Regions from separate parts of the Mus musculus genome. Here all the other regions are linked to region 1. A link is a contact called in public HiChIP or PLAC-seq and Micro-C data. All regions are on one chromosome and are shown on one strand. The core of a region is the stretch at or near the end of the contact, and the rest is flanking DNA. Distances in the headings are between cores, read along the strand shown.

Region 1 (4,995 bases), core at 1,131-3,630:
TCATCTGTCCTGACATCAGCATCCATCAAGGTCCATCCATTGTTCATGGGCCCCAGATGCTCAGCAACCTAGTTTGTGTGGTTAAGAATCATGTCTGACCAGAGATGAATTCACTCCACAGCTGACAACCTTTGAGCAAAGTCACCACCATACCTGAGAAGGTCTCTCCAGGGAAATATCCTGGACACTTTCTGCTTTGGACTTGAACTGCATCTCCTCAAACCCACCTCAATTTCCCCTAGGCTTCTAAGATTGCCTTGTACAAAGCAAGAATCACATGTGTGTCTGGCCCATAATTGCCCTTGAGTTGGAATGATGAAAGAGCTTTGCAAACTGTTTACACCAACTTCCTTGAGAAAGATGTTAGCTTTATATTTCTAATCCTGTGGCAGACCAGATACCTCTGAGGAAACTAAATATACCATTCAGAATGTTCTAGAGAAGTGGTTTCAAACTTAATGCTGTCTGTGGCATTCCTCTGTTAAAATACAAATTAGGATTAAGTTGGTCAAGACTGGCATCTCAGACCCTGAACTAAACAGCTACCACCATGAAAGCAGCTTTGGCTGTTGCAAGATGCCGCTGAGATGGAACCTCTTGGCTGCTGGTGCTCCCTCACAGGAGGGGGTAGACATGGATGGAATCACTGGGCCCTACCTGAGATTGTGGCCACTTCCCACTGTGCCCTGCCCCAGCCATTTGTATGTAATTCTACTCTAATTGACTTCAGTTCCAGTTATGTTTTGTTTGTTTGTTTGTTTGTTTGTCAACTTGACACAAGCTGCAGTCACCTGGGAAGAGAGAACCTAAGTGAGGAATTGCTTCTATCAGATTGGCCTCCAGGCAAGTCTGGGCGGGGGTGGGGGGGGGCGGGGGGGCATTTACTTGAAGCCCCAGGTTCAATTCTGAGCATCACATAAACGAATATAGTGGTGCCTACATAGAATTCTAGCTCTCAGGAGGATCAGAGGTTCACATTCATCCTTGACTGTCTAGCAAGTTTGAGAAGAAGGAGTTCTGGGTGGCATGAGGCTCAGGAGAGCAATGTAGAGAATGGAATGAACCGTCAGCTGTTACCAGTATTTTCTCCTCCCTCCTCCATTTTAACTGATCGGTGATCATGTGATGGTGAGTATTCACTGTCACCTTGAGCAGATTTTGAATCACCTAAGATCTGGCCCACCACTGGGTATGTCTGTGAGGCTGTTTCCTCCTAGACTGAACTGAAGAGAGAGAGAGAGAGAGATGCTCTTTGACTATGGGTGGCACTGTCCCATTGGCTGGGTGCTCGACTGAATGAAAAAGGAGTGGAGCAGCTGAATTGCTTTTCTCTGCTTCCAGAGTGGGTGCAATGTGATCAGTGGCCTCACACTACTGCAACAACGCCTTCCCAACATCAAGGTCCATAGACTGTATCCCTGTAAACCTTGAGCCAAGAGCAATCTTTCCTTTTTTAAGTTGCTTTTCTCTGGTGCTATGTTACAGGGATAAAAAAAAATAAGTAACTAAGACATCCATTCTGAGGAAAGCTCACATTTCCAGTCTCCCTCACAGAGAGCTGGTTGTAGCCAAGTCAATCGGGCATAAGCGGACTAAAGTAGAGGTGTTGTGTTCCATCCGTCTTCCTGGGGTCCTGCCATTTGCAGTCTGCTTTGACCATGAGGTGAAAGCAGAAAATTGCCTTGAGAACTCTTAGAATGTGTTCTCTCTCTCTCCCTCTCTTTCTCTCTCTGACTCTCTCTCTCCCTCTCTCTCCCTCTCTCTCTCTATCTCTCTTTCTGACTCTCTCTCTCTCTCTCTCTCTCTCTCACACACACACACACACACAAGAGAGAGAGAGAGAGGGAGGGAGGGAGAGAGAGAGAGAGAGAGAGAGAGAGAGAGAGAGAGAGAGAGAGAGAGAGTTGGGTTATAAAAAGGACAAGTCCCAATTGTTGGGTCAGGATATGGGAAATAATGGTTTGAGAAGGAAGGAGGCGAGAAATGGCCTTAGTTCAAGGCTCAGAACTGGGAACTTTTCCTTTCTAGTTCTCTGGAGTCTGGGTGGCCTTTTCCCAGCTACACCCAGGCCTCCAGCAAGGCTCAGTTGTGACACACCTCAGTAGAGGCAGCCCTTGGAAACACTTCCCCAGGAGCCTGGAGGGCTGGGGAAACTCTCTAGCCCCGGGGCCTGCAGGAGAGCAGGTCTGTGGGAAGAGGGTGAGGTGTCTGAAGGCACAGAGACTCTCAGTACTGCGTCTGGGCCTCCGGCCTTTGATGGCTCAGGCTTGGCTGGCTGGCTGGCTGCCCGCTCCCTTCGGAACAGCCGACACTAAAGGGAGGGCTGAACAAGTGTCTGATGAACTCAGCCCAATAATATTCACTTCTTTTATTTTCCAGGAATGTCATGAGCCCCACAGGGTGATCTTCTGGTTTGAAGACCTGGTGAGTCAAGTCTATACAGACCTCTGACTCAGTTTCATCCCGAGTTCTCAGCAGACATCTCCCAGGAGCACGGCTCAGCGGGAGAGCAGAGCAGGGATACCTCATTAGGAGAGGATAGAAGAGCTCTGAAGCAGGCATGAGACAGGCTAGAGTACCCAAGATCACACGGGCCACATTGATAGTAATAGCCTATGTTCAGTGACTTCTTACTAAGTACAAAATCATGCATTCGCTCCACCAATCTTTGTGGCCAACTTGGCATGGCTTCTGCCATTAATTTTATACTACTGAGGAAACTGAGACCTAGCTAAGTGAGGCACCGTGCGCCCTGACCCAGAGCAGGTAGCTTATTCTAGAAAGGCTACTCTGCTGTGGACAGGACAGACAATTCGGAGGCATGAGATAGTGCAGAAAAAAAATTGTGAAGGGTACATTGTGTGTGTGTGTGTGTGTGTGTGTGTGTGTGTGTGTACACGTGTGTATACTTGAATTCCAATCTGTATCCCCTTCATTTCAATTCAAATGTTGTTTAACAAACTGCCTCCGAGAAGCAGCATAATGAGCAGCTTCAGATGGGATGGGCTAGCTGAGGCCACAGAGGCAAAGCCTGTGCTACAGCCCATGGAGCCAGGCCTTCACAGAGGTGACTGGACCACAGGTACCAGATCCTCTACTTTTCCCCTCAGCACTGCCCATTGCTGTATGCACTGAGCTCCACTGCAGAAGGGGTCAAAGGGCAAAGGCTGAGCATGTGGGAAATCCATGGTCTCCATCCCTGGTGATGTTGCCACAGTGTCACACCCAGAGCATCGTCAGCGTGGATGTCTGTGTAAGCTACCCAGCCTATCAGTCTCTTAGGCTAAGGAGTCAGTGTCCTGGTCAGCCACTGAGTTAATGAAGGGAAGTTAATGCTACAAAGGGGTAGCAGCAGCGGGGGGGGGGGGGGGGAGGCAACCACACAGCCTGGGTGTAGCTTAAAGGACATTTCCTTGGGGTTCCTTCAAGGAAGGAGACACAGAAGTAAAAGGAGTCTGTGCATGTAGGGTATCAGCAACATTATCCACAATGGGCAAAGGGACCATAACCAGGCCCACTGTGGTACAGAAGGAGAGATGTCCACATACAAAGGAATACTATTCTGCCCTAAAAAGGAAGAAAACCAGATACCCTCTACAGCATGGTCAGTTAGTACACAGACACCATCTGGCTTCCTTAGATGAAGTTCCCAGGCTAGACAAATGCACAGAGACAGAAAGGGTCACGCAAATGGCCTAGTGCTAGAGAGTGGAGAGATGTGTTTACTGAGTGCAGAACTTCAGCTGGGGCGATATGAAAGTTCTGGAGAGAGATGGTGGTGGAGGCTGCGTTGTGATATCAATGTACCCAGCGTCACTGAGCTGTACACTGAGGAACAACGGCAAGGATGCACTAATATGGAATATACTTCACTCATGGTTGTAAAACTTCATAAAACTTATGACAAGAGAGGGGGGACTGGAGACATCTTGAGTCATGGTTTGAGTAAGTGGGATGTGAATGATACAGTGACCAAATTTGATGCCTAGGACAAGGGAGACAGAAAGCAGACATGGTGGGGTGGAGATAGCACTTACAGGCAGGGCAATCAGAAGAGGAATTGAGAAGGTAATTTTGAGCAAAGGCTTAAGGAGTGAAGAAGGTGTGAGTCATCTTGAGTCAGGCATCGGAGAACAACTGTGTGTACACTTCTGTAACTTTCCATAAAGGGATCGAATGGATAACCTACTGCTAAGGTTTCTATGGATACAATGTGGGTGAAGCACCCCAGCAGGTCCCCAAGGGTAGAACGGCTTATTTAACCCTGGACGCTAAATGCTCCGAAGGTATGTCTGAGTCAGAAGGATGGGGCAGGGGGCATTCTGCCACTAAGAGCTTCTGTCGGGACTGTGTGGATGCAGGTGGGAAGAAAGTGATGTTCTTAGACCCCCATGCTTCCTAAGCAAGATGCTTGCAACGCAAGCATTTCACAGCTGAGTTGATGCTTCCTTGAGGCCACAAATGTCCACTGGCACAGGACCTAAAGGCACATAGAAATTGTATGTGCTCCAGAACTCTATGGCCCTCAGCCAGGCTTCTCATCCCTTTCCTAGTGGTTCTTGAAGGTACCATTCGTGTTCCTGTCACACAGCCTTTGTCACTTGCTGTCCCCTCTGCCTAGAACGCTCCCCCCTCAGGTATCTGTGCCCCACACACCTTCTTCACTCCTTAAGCCTTTGCTCAAAATTACCTTCTCAATTCCTCTTCTGATTGCCCTGCCTGTAAGTGCTATCTCCACCCCACCATGTCTGCTTTCTGTCTCCCTTATCCTAGGCATCAAATTTGGTAACTATATCATTCACATCCCACTTACTCAAGATATAAGGAAGCTCAATTTGAAATGGCTGGCCTACCCACAAGGGCAGAGGGTAGAGGGCAGAGGGAAGAGGGCAGAGAGCTCCCATAAAAGGTAGGATGAAGGAGAAAACTCAGCTGGTGAAGCTCTTGGTGAGCCGCCCTGTATTCAGATCCCCAGGACTCACATAAGAATATGAG
Region 2 (4,995 bases), core at 1,591-4,090, 900 kb after region 1:
TAAGAGCGCTGACTGCTCTTCCAAAGGTCCTGAGTTCAATCCCAGCAACCACATGGTGGCTCACAACCATCTGTAATGATATCTGATGCCCACTTCTGGAGTGTCTGAAGACCGCTATAGTGTACTTACATATAATAAATAAATAAATAAATATTTTTTTTAAAAAAGGTTTTTAATTGTGAGGCTAGGGAGAGGTTAAGAGTGCTGGCTGCTGTTTCAGAGGTCCTGAGTTCAATTCCCAGCCACTACATGGAGGCTCACAACCATCTGTGATGGGATCTGATGCCCTCTTCTGGTGTGTCTGAAGACAATGACAGTTTACTCATATACGTAAAATAAATAAATAAATCTTTTTTTTTTTTTAAGGTTTCTAATTGTTTATTCTAAAGAAGCTATAAAAGTATAGAAATACACAGCGGAGACGGTTCACAAGATTCAAAGGTGGCATTTCACAACCTTGCAAGCAGTAGCACACATAAACAAGACTGGTACTTCAGAGATTTTACAAGCTACACTTTCCTGTAGAGTTTAAGTGGAAGTAAATGTTCTTTTTTTCTTAATACTACTATTTACACTATTATGCTATTAGATGGAAAACATGGTTCAAAATCATTTCAGTTCAGTTTTAAAACTTTCCTTTCTTTATGCAGTGAGCTTACACACTGAAAGGTTCAGAGTGTGGATGGAGAGATGTTTACTGCTTTTGCAGAGGACCTGGGTTTGGATCCCAGCACCCACAGGGCAGCTCACAGCCATCTGTCCCTCCAGTTCCAGGGGCTCCAACCCCCTCCTCTGACACATTCACACTAGCACTCACCAACAAATTAAATAAGCAGTTTTTTAAAAACAAAGAAAAAACAAAAAGAGGGCTGGAAGGATGGCTCAGTGATTAAGAGCACTTTCTCTGCTTCCTAGAGGACCTGGGTTACATTCCTAGAATCCACATGGAGGCTCACGATCATCTGTAACTCCAGCTCCAGGAGATCTAATACCCTCCATGTCTACTAGACACATACATGACACGCTTATATATAAAATCAGGTAGCACACACACACACACCATAAAATTAAATGAAAAAATTTAAAAGTATATGTGTGCCCACACGTGTACTGGGGTGACTGTATCTACAGAGGCGGCTTATGAACAGTAAGCTTCTTTTCTTCTGCAGTTTCTCTATTTTTCTTACATTTTCTACAAAGCACAGGTATTATTTTTAGAAAAACGTCTAGAAATGTTATTTTTAAGTGCATAGAAGAGAAACTGTCTAAAACAGACTGGCCAGAGACCAGTGGAAAACTGATGGTCCCCAGGAGATGAATCAGCGGACCCGTAAGTGTTTCCTCGGGTCATTACAAAGGGAGCTGTATGGGGCTTATAAAAGTCTAATTGTTACTTTCAAGCTCACTGCGTTTGTTAAGGTTACTAAGCTTAAGTAATTCCAAAATAAACACATTCTCCTTGGGTCTCCTATACTGTCTACAGTTTAAGCCCATTCCAGTGAGGTTCAGAAACATTCAGAGCATCCCTCACTGAAACTTGCTTAAGGGCCAGAATATAACCTTATATAAAAAGAGGTTTAGGGACACCCAAAATAAACACACAGCAGACGGCAGCTCACTGCCAGTCCATCACTCAGCTACAGGATCCTGTCAAAGCAAGATGGAGTTCAATCACCACAACACGCTCAGACCGGTCACCAGTACCTCGCCTTCCATCACCGCACTCCGCACTCCTTATTCGCATCAAGTTTTTCTCATGACCCTTCCCTCTACTGATAAGATGCAGGTTCAAGTGATCTATGAGACTTAGTAAGCATTAGATAACAAGCAAGGCAGCCAGGCACCTGACAGCACCACAGAGCAAGTTGCATCCTCAGACTAGGAGATAAAACACAAATTCAACTCATGCAGAGGAGGACTGAGCAACACGGCTGTGCTGCTCGATCTCTGACCCCAGTGTCAGCTCCTATCTGAGTTCTTGCTGGAGACAACTAAGAAATCTGCCAGGAGCCTGAAGAGGCATGACAGATGACAGACAGCAGAACTGGGGAAAGAGAATTATCAAGGACTAAAGAGTCCTCCTATGTACCCCGTGCCACCTATTCCAGCCATCCCAGCCTCAGGAAAACAGATGGACAGCTATAGACGTATTTCCAGCACAGACTTCTCTAGCCAGCAATGCCGACCAACTTAATCCTTAGCCTAAGTTTTCACTGTGGAGTAACAAGTGCATCTTTTCCTGTGTTAAAATATCTGCCTCTATAATGAAAAGCACTGAAAAATGGGATCTGCAGTACAGCCAATTATGCTATAATGTAACTCTCACAAAGTCAGGGTCCTTGGCAGAGCTTTAAGAAATATACCAAGAAGGCCTTTAAATTGCTACCTCTGTTCTGTAAGCCACTTGTTTGCAAGAAGTCAACATTACATAATATTTCTTGACTATATTGACTGTGCAAGTAACATATGGAGAACAGTGTCCCCACTGGGCCTGGTTTCTACCTCTGAGGACAGCCTTTCCATTTTTATAGCTAACATGACAAAACCCACTTTCTAGTCATGCTTCCTCAACACAGCAGTGTAGTTACAATTTCAAATATTATTAAACTTAATGGCAGGGCCTAAATTCTGGCTTTTTATTTCACTTGTGCTCCTAATGGAAACTGCTTCACTCAAACTAATTATGTCTTCAGATGATTTCCTATTTCCACTCAAAGTGGAAACAACTTAGAACACTTCAAATTCTCTCTGCACTTCCCAAACACAGAAATGACTAATGCTAGCATCATCCGAAAATGAGGCCCTCCGCTAATGCTTCCAGAGAACCCAAGTCCACAAGAGCGAAGCACATGTCAGTCTTGTTCCCTGTCATGTGTCCAGGCTAGAGCAGTGTCTGGAACACAGCAGTTATCTAGCAGTGTTCCCTAAATGTGTGAGTAAGTAAGGGGAAAGCACTTTATCTTTAACAATTTGGTGAAAGTTTTTCTACAATGAATTACAGCCATCCCTCATTTTCTTAGAGTCATGGCAGGGAACAGAAATTGAGCCTCTCTGTTACTCTGGGAGAAATACTAGAAACAATAAAAGCTCTAACCTCCCACAGGAGCTCATAACAGCCCCAGAAGTTACTCCAAGGCTGGGACTTTCTGCTGCATGTTAAAATGCCTCTGTACGCTGTACTTGCACAACTTTCCTGAGCTCTTATTTCTGCTTGCCCCTTTACAAACAAATGTCTGACAAGGTTCCAGTTAATTCTGCCTCCATTGCAAAATAGAATCCCCGAATTCAGTTACAATGCAGACTGGTTCCCACTTACTTCTGATCTGTGACTACAATGCTTAACAGGCTCAGAAGCACATCCAACCATGTGCTGCATCAAAGAAATGGTTCTATTAGTCTTAAGTATCTCTTTTTTAATGATTTATTTATTTACTGTTATTTTTATGAGCACTGTGTTTTGCCTGCATGTAAGTCTGTGTGAGGATATTAAGCCCCTAAAAATGGAGTTATATACAGACAGTTGTGAGCTGCCATGTAGGTGCTGGAACTTGAACCTGGGTCCTCTATAAGAGCAGCTGGTGCTTGTAACTACTGAGTCCCAGTTTTAAGAATCTTAAGAACATTTTTTTTTAAGTGCCAAGTTACAAATATTAAACATAAGTGGTGGCTCAAAAAAAAAAAAATGACCCACAGTATAAACTCCAGAGGATATTTTTAAGTATGCTTAGGAAACACCAGCCATGACAACTCTGCGTGTTTTCTTGCCTGATGGGCTTGAGATGGAGCCACAATTTGGATTCACTATTCCAAAGTTCATGGCAGCAAAGGTCAAACACTGGCAGCCATGGTGCACTGTGCTTGCCCAGAAAGCCCACCTTCCTGAGCCTCAAGTAGAGGATTAGCAGTTAGCTACACCATCTAACTACAGTTCCTCCTCACAGTGAACTCTGAATGATGTTTATAATTTAGCAATCAACTGAGATGATGAAAGAATCACCACACAGTTGAAATAAAGTATTTATATATTTCAAACCAGTAAACTGTTGTCTTCAGGAGCTCTGAGAAATCTAGCTGTGATTTATGGATGGATACACACTAAATGGAAGCTTTGTTTATTTGGATCTCTGAATTGCTTCTCTTCTTCCTGAAGACTTAATAAACGTTCTTTTGGAATAAGAGTTTACTAATTGAAAGATTTGATTAAATATTCCTTAAAATTAACTAGCTGGGTTAACAATAAGCCAAGTTACCCAAGAGTCAAAAAGAGAAAAAAAAGTACTTTAGACTGTTTTATGAATATTCTTCCAACATCAGCAATCCCTCAACAAAAACAGTTCAACAGAAGACTTCAGTCCTGGTATGAAGTGAACAAAGAGAACCACATGTTTTTAATGACTGCTCACAACAACCCAAGTACCTCTCCAACAGAACAGAACAGAACAGCGGAGGCTCGCTGTGCTATTCCCTTCAGAATTCTCAGGGCTGATCCAACAGAGAAGAGTCACTGGACTTCACAGCAGCACTCACGCTGTGACATTTGTTTGCTGTCATGAAAGTTAGAGCCTCAGCAGAGTAAGTGAGATTCAAGTTAGAGCCTCAGCAGAGTAAGTGAGATTCAGGGGGATTATCCTCTTCATTTTAAACAACATTAAGATGTCCTTGATCTGCAGCAGAGAGAGTTTACCCACCTCAAACTGAGATTTTTCAAACAAAGTGAGAGATTGAAGTATTTATATATAAATGTTACAAGAAAGCATTCCAAACAGCCTACCAATCAATTACAAAGTTGGCCTTAGATCTATAACTGTCATTTGTAAGAAAAGAAGCCTGCACGACACAAAGTATAACCTACAATTTAACCACTCGTGTTCTGTCTCCGAGAGCTTTCATTATGAATTAAAACAGAGCAACAGTGCCACCTGCTGGAAGTCATAAAACTACAACACTCATGGCCCTGGCACTGCAAGAATTACATTACAAAGACTAATTTCCTAA
Region 3 (4,995 bases), core at 1,742-4,241, 750 kb after region 1:
GCTTCCCGGCTGTGCCCTGGCAGGTCAGGACAGCCGTGTCCTGGGTCCCCAGTCTACTTGGCTCCTTTCGGTTCCTCTTGGGCTCCAGCCAGCTGTGGGCTCCTCCTGGAAGCTTTCCCAGACTGCATTAGCTCCACCTGCACTGTGTGCCCTCATTCATGGAAGTAGCGTCACCCCATAAATCCTTCCTGTTGGCTCACATTAGCCTTGTAAGGCTGGGCTTATCTGTTCCCCTGTTCACCCCACCCGGTTCCTTTAGTACAGAGAGCAAAAGCGATGGCAGACAGGTCTCTGTCACCGCCACGCCATTTCCCCTTTCCCAGCTCCCGATGGCATAGGCAGTGTCCCCACCAATGATCACAAGGATGGTAGGTAGTGACAACCCCAGGAGCTGCCAGGTCTGAGGGTATCATCTCCAGAGGCCCCTTTTGCTCATATTACTTTCAACAGGCCTTTGGGTGAAGGGCTCCCTGCCTTAAGAGCCAAGGTTCAGAACTCTGGACTGCTTTCTTGGACATGCAGGAGTCTCGCCCCCTACTTTTGTCTCTGTGGCTTTGTCATCAATCATTGGGCCCAGGGAAAGTGGACCCGAGGTGCTATGTGAGGAGTGCACTAAGTACCCCAGGTAGACACCAGGAGCTAAGTGAGTGGACCACATTCAAATTCCAGAGTTTCTGATCGTTTCAAAGGGTCATTTCATCGCTTTCACGTAAGCTTTGAGAGCTTGTGTCTGTGGGAATGTCAAGCATCTTGGTGTCCAATTAAAAGTACCAAAATAATGGAAATTTTGCTTAAACACTAGGTGCCTAGTAGATATGTACAAAGGCCATGCAGAGAGGCCAGCGTTGTGAGGTCCTGTGGTACGTTCTTTCCTCTGGGCATAGCTTGCCCGTGAGCCCTTCAACAGCAGCACCAGCTGAAGGCAGTGGATGCTCCCCTGAGGAAAATGCCTGTGGCTGGGAGATACCCAGGATCCATGCTGGGGAAGCAAGAGTCATCCAACCCCCAAGTCCTGACTGGCTAAGTTCAGAGGAGAGGGTTTGAAAGGGGAGCACTGCTGGGCTAGACAGCTCCACAGGACCCAGCAAAGTCACTGTCCCACACTAATCATGTAAAACCTCTAGCGGACCTTCTTCTCTACAGACCCTGGCACACTCTGACTTTCTAGTCTTATCGGCTGGGCTTGGAGAGGCTGTTCTGAGCATACTAGTATGTTTATAACAGGATATCTGGCCTGTGTTAGCTACCTCCTCCCAGTGTGACAACAACCCCCTTGTGAGTAAAACTGTCCCTACTTAAGAATCCCTGGAGCTGAGTGTGTAACCTAGTTGATGGAGTGTTGGTTTAGCATGCATGAAGCCATGGGTTCAATCCCCAGCATTCCATAAAGCTAGCCATGGTGGCACACCCCTAAAATCTCAGCATCTGAGAAGAGGAAGCAGAAGGATTTCATCTTTGGCTCCAGAGTGACTTTGAGAATGTCCTGGGCCACACAAAGCCCTGTCTTGAGCAAGCAAAAGATTATGAAGTTTTAAAAGCGCAAGGACCTATATATATCTTCTTAACGCTCCCCGTCTTTCTGAATTATCATATATCCACATATATGATGACGTGGGGTGACATCATCTTTCTGAACTATCAATCATATATCCACATATGGATGATAACATGGGGTGACATCCAGGCTTTGCTTCCAAACCCTCCAAGCCAGGGACAGAGAGTGGGATGAAAATTAGGGGTGGCCTTGGGCTGGAAAGACCGCTCCCAAGGAAAGGCATCTGCCCTGAAAACCTGGCTGCTATGCTCCATGCCAGGAACCCAAGCAAAATGCCGGACAGCACACACCTGTAATCCCAGCATTCCTGTGGGCAGGTGGGAAAGAATCTCCTGAAGGGTTCACAGACACAGCAAAGTAACAGAAACAGCAAGGGAGACAAAGTGATGCCAGCAGAGGTGACCTCTGACCTCCACATACGCTCACTCACGCTCTCTCTCTCTCTCTCTCTCTCTCTCTCTCTCTTTCAAATAAATAGATGCTTTAAAAATAAGAACAGTCATGAAAAGATATTGGGACTAGATGGTGCTCTTAGAATTCTCTTAGAATTCCTGTTTGCATAGATATTTGTAATGTTTTGCATTTAAAAATGTAAAAAAGTAAAAGAAAGTACACAGTGTTAAACCTGGTGACGTCTCTCTCCAGCATCCCCATCTCATCTCGGGAACCCTGCATCGGTAGCCATTTGTCACCCTAATAACCGCAAGCCGTACAAAGAAAAGTCCCATTGGGCTAAGCAGGCTGAGTCATGGCTCCGTGAGAATTTCCATTACACACGTTATCTGTGTGGCCCATCTGGCTCGGGAAGTCCTCTCGTGTAATGTGTTCTGGCATGGTGGGGGGAGGCACACCGCAAATGGCTTTGGCATGCAGGCATATGTGAACTCAAGCGCCCGTGAATGGGCAGAGTTCAAGGTCACCATGAATAAGTCATGGTCCCTGCCCAGAGAAGCTGGCTGTCTTCTGGGCGCTACAGACGTTTAAATAACTGACCGGAGAATAATTCAGAATGAAGTCAAGCCCTGGAAGACTCTAAGCAAAGTGACAGGGCGTGGCCAACTTCCAAGGATGATGAGGGCAGAGCCCCAGCTAAAACCCCCGGGGACTGATCTCAGAAGCGGCAGCACGAATCCTTATGACATTCAGTTGCTTGCCTCTACTCTTTCAGTTGTGAAGTCAAAAGAAGGAGAAGGAAAAAAAAAACCCCTGCTTTAACGGATACACTGGGGACTTGGCTCTCTCCAAAGAGGGAAAATGTGTTTACATTAAAAGGTGGGGGGGAAATGTTGAACTACTGCAAGAAAACCAAAAATCAGAAAAAGCTGCCGATGGCTTAATATGCTCTTTAGTGGCTTCAGAAGGTCTGAGTCACGCCTCCCCTTTAATGTCTTCCCATGTCAAAATCCACCACCTCAAAGGGAAGCGGAAGACGGTCTTAAGGAGCCCATGCTCCACACTGCCGTGGTGACGGGTGCCAACGTGTTAGCTCATCGCCCCGGGCGGGAAGTCCTGGTAGGAAATTGATTTTCCTTGGATCAAGTCACTTCCCCTCTCTGCACCTAGTCTCCTCTACTGTAAGATGAAGCAGTTGGATACACTCAAGCCCTGCAAATCTATGGCCCCCTGCTCACCACTTTTTGCTATTCTGTGCCCACGGCAGACACAGCTAATAATCTGGGCTCCCTTTCCCACCATGCCCTGAAAACTCCAGCACCCACAATCTATCCAAAGGGACTGACAGTTGCCCCAAGCCTATGTATGTATCATCCCCAGAACTTGGTGCATTAAAATAACTTCTGATTAAGAGTCTAGGGAGACATCTCAGTGGCTAAGGTCTTCTCTTGTAACCATGAGAATCTGATTCAGATTTTCAGAAGCCTACATGAGTAACTAAAGCCTTGGAAAGGGAACACAGGAGATACCCCAAAACTAGGGCAAGACTAGCCATGTCCTTGGGCTCTGGGATTGATGGAGAGAGACCCTACTCCAAGGAATAAGATGGAAAGAACAAACATGATCTCTGTCATTAACCTCAGGGCTCTGTGTATGCGCACACACATGTGCACCCCAACACATGCAGAACTATGCACACACACACACACACACATATACACACGACACATGCACATGAAAACAGAAAAGGAGTTCTGGTTAAGAGTACCTCCGGGGGCCAGCAAAATGGCTCAGTAGTAAAGACAGTTGCCACCACCGATTGACCCAAGTTTGATCTCCAGAACCCACGTAGTTGGAGACAGCCAACTTCTCCAAGTTGTCCTCTGACCTCGACTTGCATGCTGTGGCACACACACACACACACACAGAGAGAGAGAGAGAGAGAGAGATCAACCTAGGCACATCTCTATCCCCAAATAGGGAAGCTGAAGCAAAAGAATTTTAAGTTCAAGCCTGCCTAGGCTACATAGTAAGATATTGTCTTAAAAGGAGATGGAGATGGTGAAGGGAGTGGAGGAGGAAGATGAGGAGGGGCAAGAGGAAGAGGAGGAGGGGGAGGAAGAGGAGGAGGAGGAGGAAGAGGAGGAGGAAGAGGAGCAAGAGGAGGAGGAAGAGGAGGAAGAGGAAGAGGAGGAAGAGGAGGAGGAAGAGGAGGAAGAGGAGGAAGAGGAGGAAGAGGAGGAGGAAGAGGAGGAAGAGGAGGAAGAGGAGGAAGAGGAGGAGGAAGAGGAGGAAAAGGAGGAGGAAGAGGAGGAGGAGGAGGAGGAGCAGCAGCAGCAGCAGCAGCAGCAGCTACAGTAGCAGCAATAGCAGCAACCGCAGGGAAAACACTCAGCGGAGATGCTGCCCCCACTGAATGCCATGGCACCAGCTAGGACTGAGGCGAAGAATCTGGAACCCTCACAGACCCACCCCCACTCCACCCCACCACTCACATGACTTAAGGGGCTTGTGATTTGTGCAGGGAGAGAAGAATCTAAGGAAACATACCAGCAAGCCAGGTGCCACTCAAAGGCCCCATGAATGACAAGGCCAGCCAGGCTGTGGGGGTTGGGGGTTGGATTGGTAACGGCTAATCCCGGCTGTCAATTTGGGATACCTTCAGATGAGCCTGTGAATGTCTGTGGGACATTTTCTTGATTGCTAATTGATATGATAAAATGATTTCTATATTACTAATAACCATTATTAATATTTTCCCTAGAAACTATCCCTAACAAATAAAATAATTAATATTAGCACTCATTTGATATTTATAGTGATAATTTCATGCTGTGTGAAGTTTACCCACAAAAATATTCTCTAAGAAGGACTCTCTTCTAGAACCATCTCAGTTGCTATGGTCCCTGCGGGTAGACAGCTTGGCCTTTTCTCCAGGCTCCTGACGTGGTTACAGACAGGTGAGGTTGGGGGACTCTGGTCTGGGTCCCCCAACACTGGGGCTTTCCAGGATGGTTGACAGTGGTCTATTACAAGGGAACTGGGCT

Evidence for each region. A called contact is a pair of places that touch in the nucleus more often than the background predicts. HiChIP or PLAC-seq counts read pairs in DNA pulled down with a chosen protein or histone mark.
Region 2: a contact with region 1 is called in an H3K27ac HiChIP or PLAC-seq map of embryonic fibroblasts, with 17 times the contacts expected there. The contact joins two enhancer-like sites.
Region 3: a contact with region 1 is called in a Micro-C map of muscle stem cells, with 7 times the contacts expected there. The contact joins two enhancer-like sites. A contact is called at or near these places in 1 of 15 datasets of contacts at CTCF or cohesin (large pre-B cells) and 3 of 484 Hi-C or Micro-C datasets (bone marrow-derived macrophages and muscle stem cells).

Annotation. Positions count from the first base shown.
Region 1 is chr17:44,498,236-44,503,230 of GRCm38.p6, forward strand. It overlaps a transcript of Runx2 not described here. Among named protein-coding and RNA genes, the nearest start is that of Runx2os3, 61 kb to the right of the region's middle. Within about 2 kb of position 2,381, at least 68 of the 459 cell types and tissues checked have an H3K27ac peak or open chromatin away from gene starts, as enhancers often do. A contact at or near this core is called in embryonic fibroblasts and muscle stem cells, where this site is marked.
Region 2 is chr17:45,398,496-45,403,490 of GRCm38.p6, forward strand. The region is part of intron 14 of Cdc5l (cell division cycle 5-like (S. pombe)); the gene reads right to left. Among named protein-coding and RNA genes, the nearest start is that of Cdc5l, 33 kb to the right of the region's middle. Within about 2 kb of position 2,841, at least 49 of the 459 cell types and tissues checked have an H3K27ac peak or open chromatin away from gene starts, as enhancers often do. A contact at or near this core is called in embryonic fibroblasts, where this site is marked.
Region 3 is chr17:45,244,935-45,249,929 of GRCm38.p6, forward strand. No RefSeq gene overlaps it. Among named protein-coding and RNA genes, the nearest start is that of Gm41582, 16 kb to the right of the region's middle. Within about 2 kb of position 2,992, at least 17 of the 459 cell types and tissues checked have an H3K27ac peak or open chromatin away from gene starts, as enhancers often do. A contact at or near this core is called in muscle stem cells, where this site is marked.